Regions from separate parts of the Lactuca sativa genome. Here region 2 is linked to region 1. A link is a contact called in public Hi-C data. All regions are on one chromosome and are shown on one strand. Each heading gives the region's core, a stretch centred on a gene start, on an enhancer-like site or on the middle of the called end of the contact. The rest is flanking DNA. Distances are from core to core; before and after follow the strand shown.

The links. A called contact is a pair of places that touch in the nucleus more often than the background predicts.
Region 2: a Hi-C map of seed shows a contact between it and region 1, with 5 times the contacts expected there. The contact joins the promoter of LOC111914976 here to the promoter of LOC111914975 in region 1. A contact is called at or near these places in 2 of 4 Hi-C or Micro-C datasets (leaf and seed).

What each region holds. Positions count from the first base shown.
Region 1 is chr8:202,872,799-202,876,219 of Lsat_Salinas_v11, forward strand. It overlaps LOC111914975 (serine/threonine-protein kinase STY46), which reads left to right and starts at 1,740. Exons shown (of 16, transcript XM_023910681.3): 1 at 1,740-2,231; 2 at 2,737-2,851; 3 at 3,151-3,212. The coding sequence starts at 2,014.
Region 2 is chr8:203,048,221-203,051,641 of Lsat_Salinas_v11, forward strand. LOC111914976 (24-methylenesterol C-methyltransferase 3) reads left to right here and starts at 1,584. Exons shown (of 1, transcript XM_023910683.2): 1 at 1,584-2,934. The coding sequence starts at 1,675. The coding sequence ends at 2,757.

The DNA of each region.
Region 1 (3,421 bases), core at 490-2,989:
TACAATTCACATTTCTCACATGAAGTCTACACTACTTTGTCTGTACCTACAAATTAAAGTTCAACTACCCGCCAAAGTCAACCTTTCTACTTTTACACTATTACACTAAAGATATGATATCTTTATAATTCCAATTTCTGAAGTGTAAAGTCAAGATATAGACAAACTATATGTAAATAAAAAGAAATAATTTAATTACTTTTAATTTATAATAAACTAGGTGTGAGATAGGTTTATTTAAAAAAAAAAATTGATATGAAATTTTAACAATTTGAGAAGTTTGAATTTATAAGAAAAATAAAAAAAAAATTAAATTATTGAAATTAATGAGGCTTTAATAAATTGAATACATTACATATATAAACCATTTCTAATAAATACCTTACATATATATTATCTTACATTTTAAATGTGAATTTTAATTTAATAAAATTAAAAGTACAATAAAATGACAAATGGAAAATAAAAAATTCAAAAATTCTAGAAAATGACATTTGTCCAAATGAAGGAGAATAAGGCATATGACAAAAAGATTTTGATTTATAATGGAAGGATACTCTGAAAACCGATAACTAAATGATAAATATTTTAAACTTAGAATCAAATAGAAGTTCCATAATGATATGTATTATTCTTGGCGTGTTATAATTGTATGACATAAAATTTAACTGCGAAAATATTTTACTGTAACAAAATTATATACAATATGGTTCTAAGATATACATATTTAAAAAATGAACATTCTCAGTGAAGCCTATGAATTAAAATAATTCCAAAATTTATATTACAAGTACAAAAAATCTACAAGTATCAAAATAACTAAATTAATATAAAAAAATTATCATTTTATGTGTCTTATTTCTTAAAAAAAGTATGTATGATCCGATAATTTTATGTAATATTTATGTCTGAACCAGATCAAATAATATCGTTTTAATGAATCTTATTATATTCTTTTAGTATGATCCAGATCATATATTGTAATTTTATTATATTTTCGCAAAAAATATTATTTTACTGTAAATATATCATTTTTCCTCTATATAATAGATGGTATGTATTATCTTATTTTAATCTTTATGTAATGAGTACTAGGTGTAATACCTGTGTATTACACGGGTTGATTTAAAAAAAAATTAAACATTAAATTAAAGTGTAAACAGAAAATATTTTTAATGTACAACTTTTAAAATAAGAAAGAAAGAAAACATATTTATTGCAATTTAATATCATATATGATAATTAATATTTTATATATATATATAAGTATATGACTTTAATTTTAAAAATTAAAACAAATCAAAAATTAAAAAGTGCCTAATATTTATTTTAGAAATACCATAAAATGACAAAGGTCAAAACTCATAAGAGATTGATACGTGGAAAAAAAAAATTTATTTATTAAGAAAGATTATGCTATTGCTTTAGGTATTATTTTATTGTTATTTTACTATTGATCCATAAAATTTCATTATCATTAAGTAGTATCTTACTATATCATCATCTGTACAACCGACTAAAAAGTATTTCAATAGCAAAATTCCTAAAAATAAAAACATTAACCCGGTTTTATGTCTTCATATATTTAAAGACTTTTCCAACAAATCTTATTAAAATATGTCCACTTTTTTGATAAGGATAAACATCATACTACTAAAATGTTGTTGATGAATTATGTTAATCGAAGGACTTATGCTATACACGACAATTTCATTCCTCTTGTAAAATTTAATTTGCACAGGACGACACCGTTTTTAACCCGAAAATAGAAAACAGATAAATTAAGAATTTCTCCCTACACATACTATATATAGAGAGGGTGAGAGAAGGCATGAATATGTACACAATGTATGCACATAGCGGAAGGCACACTGCGCATCAAATTTGAAGATTACGTTCTTCAATCTTCCTTTTATAACTTGAAAAGTGATTCAATCGGATCTCGAAAGAATTTTGGGGTTTTTGTTGCTTAATTTGATTTACGTAGATAAATATATTTTTGATTTTGTATCAATGGTGACGGTGGATAACGAGCGCTGTGATAGTATGAGTATGGAATCGAAGCGGCCGTCCACGGCGGCGATGAATAATAACAATAACCGGAATCATATACAAAAGCTAGAGGTTTACAATGAGATTCTTCTGCGACTCAAAGAATCGAGCAGCGATGAAGCCAAAGAACCTGGTTTTGATGACGAGCTCTTTGCGCACTTCAATCGTCTTCCGACCAGGTATATGTGAAATCCATTAATCTTCTTTTCTTATTGAATAGCCATTCAATTTCAACCTTGTTTTTTTTTTTTGATAATAGAACCACAGATGATCAAAACGTAAAACAGATCACATTTGTAAATGAATTTTATGTTTTTTTAATGTTGATTTGGATTGAAAAAGGCGGAATTAACATTTAGTGTTGAAGGAAGCAAATTTTGTTTCTTCGATCTTCAGACACTTTTTTGTCATCTATCATTGATTAAATTGTATTCAACGATTTTCTGCGTAGCAATTTGTCTATGTTTATTAGTTTTTCTACTGGTATATATATAAATCTTCCACATTATATAATATTTTATATGTTGTTTTTGTCTGTAAGTGGATCTGTTTAACCTAGGGATTTCTTTGTTTTTTAATACCACTTGGATAATATATTTTAATATTTTCTTCTGGCGAGTTGGAAATTAAAGTTGAATAGTTTATTCATATCATATCTGATGCATTTTCTGTGCTGTATTGAAGGTATGCACTTGATGTAAATGTCGAAAGGGCAGAAGATGTACTCATGCACAAGAGATTGCTGAGTTTAGCACATGATCCTGCTAATCGGCCTGTATTCGATGTTCGCCTTGTTCAGGTTTGTATTTTGTACTGTGTTTGACATGCATTAGACTTTGTTTGACATGAATTAGACTAAAACTTGAAACTTATGTCAACAAGACAAAAGTTGCAATTTTTTTTCGCACCCAAAAAGGTGAACAAGATAGGACATTATCACATGACTCACTCTCAATGTCTTGAATGTGCAGAAGACGTGAATGCCCTCTGTGGTGCCTTTTTATGTTAATGTTATTTTATTAATTATTTATAATCTTTCTCATCTTAATAATTCTTTGTGAGTGCATAGCAGGTCTAAGTTGTATTGCCTATATGCAGGTTTCTCAGAGTTCAGAAGATTCAGTTGATTGCAGCTCACCTGGGAAGCAGACAACCCAAAGGTACAAGCTTAGATACCTACACATTATGTCCTGAATGATAGAAAATGACTATTTTACCCCTCCGTGTAGAATTAGTGCCGACTAAAATGATTGTTTGATCAATGTTATGAACAAAAAATCTGAATGACAAAAAATGTCAACTTATGAATTACATAAATAACAGATATTTGATACTACTTCAATGTTATGAATTATTTAACTTGTTGACC
Region 2 (3,421 bases), core at 334-2,833, 180 kb after region 1:
CTTATGGATCTATCCTAATGATCATATTCTACATCGCATTTTCTTATATGGCTAAGGACATCACCTAAGGATCATCTCTAACATCGCTTATATAATGCTGCTTCAGAGATTCCCTAAAAATACAAATCACTAGAGTACATCGCATGAACAAGTAATTCATCCTTATGACCTGTTTTGGAGGTTTAGCCTATTTCCGACATATTTGACACCTTCGACGATGCTCCGGTCATCTTCTCTAGCGAGTCTCCGACGTTCATGATTTTTCTGGCGAAGATGAACATACATACTTCATATTTGTTTCAGCTTCTATTCTCCCTTCTCTTTTTCTTATATTTTCTCATGAACTCAAGATTTGTGATGAACACACATACATACACATCAGATGAGTTTATGTGTGTTGTTCCAAAATCTAGCATGAACACATTTAAAAATCGTTCCAATAAACCCAAATATGATGTTCAAGCATGAATACATACACACAAACACTTCTCGAGATTTTTTGATTTATGTGAAAAAGATGAACACACACAATGATTTTTGATTTTTGTAAAGAAGATGAACACACACACACACATACCTTGAAGATCATTTGATTTCTGGAAAAAAGATAAACACACACTCATCGACTTTTGTTCAAGAACACACATCGATCAAGGAAAATGAAAATGGAACTCAAATCAGGTCAAAACACGATTTTTGTTTAAGAACACACATCGTTCAAGAACACACACACAATTTTTCTTCAAGAACACACAAATTGATTTTCAGATCTTCAGATATCTTCATTCGATTTTCAGATCTTCATATATCTTCATTCGATTTTCAAGAATACATACCCAAATCTTATGTGTGTGTGTGTGTGTTATTTTGTTTATTATTTAAAAATCAAAATCTAAAGAGATTAACACGAACACAGAAAAAGATGAACACGAACACACATTCAAAAAAAGATAAACATGAACACACACTCAGAAATCTTCGATTTCCTTTCTGGAAATTAAGTTTGCTCTTAAAAACTTGAATATAAAATTGTTTTTGGGTTTTATTCTTCGAAAACTGGAGCTTTAGTCAAGAAATCAGTTTAGATTTGCTTAAGAACACCATGACCGGAGGTTAAAGACGATGAACAGCAATCTGATGTGTATGTTTATCACAGATCTTAGTTCTTGAGTTCACGAGTAAAGAGAAGGAAGTGAGAATGAAAGAATATACCAGAGTTCTTGACTAAGCCAAAAAAAATCATGAACTTTGGAGACCTACCGGAGTCTCGCCGGAAAAGATGACCGGAGCTATCAAATACGATCAAACCTCTGATATCAGGTCATAAGGATGTTATTTGAATTTTGATTAGTTCAACAAGCTCCATGAAAAAATATGGACAAAATAAAAAATGAATGACTAAATATTTATAAAACAAAAAATATATTATCTTTTAAGTTATTATCTATTTTAACATTTTAACCGGACTAAATAATGAAAAAACCAAAACTTTATTGACAAATTAGATCGATAATTCATTTTAAAATGTCGACTAAAGACAACTAGGAAATGCACCGTTACTTTCATTGAAAGCCACACGTAGAAAAAAAACCCACATTCCATAGGAATCCTCCACCATAAAAGTCTTCACTTTCTTCCACAACTTCACTATCTCCCTTCTCTCTCTCTACAATCATGGACTCCATCGCCCTTGTCTGCACCGCCTCTCTCCTCGCCGGCGGCCTTTACTGGTTCGTTTGCATGCTCGGAGCTGCCGAACAAAAGGGAAAACGTGCCGTCGATCTCTCCGGTGGCTCCATCGACCGTGAACAAGTCCAAGAGAATTACAACGAGTATTGGTCTTTCTTCCGCCGCCCTAAAGAGATTGAAAAAGCAGAAAAAGTCCCCGCCTTTGTCGATACCTTCTACAATCTCGTCACTGACATCTACGAATGGGGCTGGGGGCAATCTTTTCACTTTTCACCTGCGATCCCTGGGAAATCGAACCTCGAATCGACTAAAATCCACGAACAGATGGCTGTAGATCTGATCGGTGTAAAACCTGGCCAGAAGATTCTCGATGCTGGATGCGGCGTTGGAGGTCCGATGCGTGCAATCGCAGCTCATTCAGGCTGCAATGTTGTCGGAATTACGATTAACGAGTATCAGGTGAGCCGAGCGAAGGCTCACAACAAAAAAGCAGGATTGGACAAGCAATGCGACGTCGTATGCGGGAACTTTTTAGAAATGCCTTTTGAAGACGAGAGCTTCGACGGCGCGTACTCAATCGAGGCGACTTGCCACGCGCCAAAGCTCGAAGATGTTTACAGCGAGATTTTTAGGGTTTTAAAGCCTGGATCGCTGTACGTTTCGTATGAATGGGTGACAACCGAATTGTACAGAGGTGAAGATCCAGAACATGTAGACATCATTCAGGGGATCGAGAGAGGCGACGCCTTGCCTGGATTGAGGAGTTACTCCGATATTGCAGAGACAGCGAAGAAGGTAGGGTTTGAGGTGGTAAAAGAGAAGGATTTGGCAAAGCCTCCGGCGAGACCATGGTGGTCGAGGTTGAAGATGGGAAGACTTGCTTACTGGAGGAACCATATCGTAGTCATGGTGCTCGAAACGCTAGGGGTTGCACCCAAAGGCACCATTGATGTCCACGAAATGCTCTTCAAAACAGCGGATTATCTCACCAGAGGTGGAGAAACCGGAATATTCACTCCGATGCATATGATCCTCTGCAGAAAGCCTGAAAAACCTCAAGAAGCTTGATCACATCGGCAGTATTTGAGGTTTATTCTCAATACTAATAGTTTGTTTTTGTGAAACCTTAGCTCTTTTGTGCCCTTTATCTTAATTATTAGTTCAATCTCCTGTTTTTAATTTAATCTCTGTTTCTGGATAGATCTAAATCTTTTCCTAATTTATGCGATTAATCTTGAAGATCAATCTTTTTCCTTTTCAATTTTTTTTGTATTGAATGGAGCCTGTTTGAGGATTATTTATTCAAATTTGGGGAAAAATCAACATAGTAATCTTTTATTTGATATGATTTGCTGGCAATTTATCGGGGTAAACCAACTGTAATTGTCTTTTAGCAGATGTTGGCATTAATTATGTCTTCAACAGTAAGGTCAGTAGTATTTCTGGGATATAATCTTGGAACTTTATATGTTGATGGAGCTCATAAGTGTTGTGGGTCCCAAGTTAGGATGTTAGATGGGGTAGCCCTTAAGATTTGGGTAAATGAAAAAAAGTAATATCTTATAGAATTATATTTCAAGAAATCTACTTAATTATAGACTTATAGTAACGTCACACCGATACAAAGTATTGAAAATATAATTCTGTAATTATGTAGATTCTTTAATTACAATACCTTAATTTGAAAATATTGTGGAGTATAATGTAAAAAAAATTCAAGAAATCTATTTCT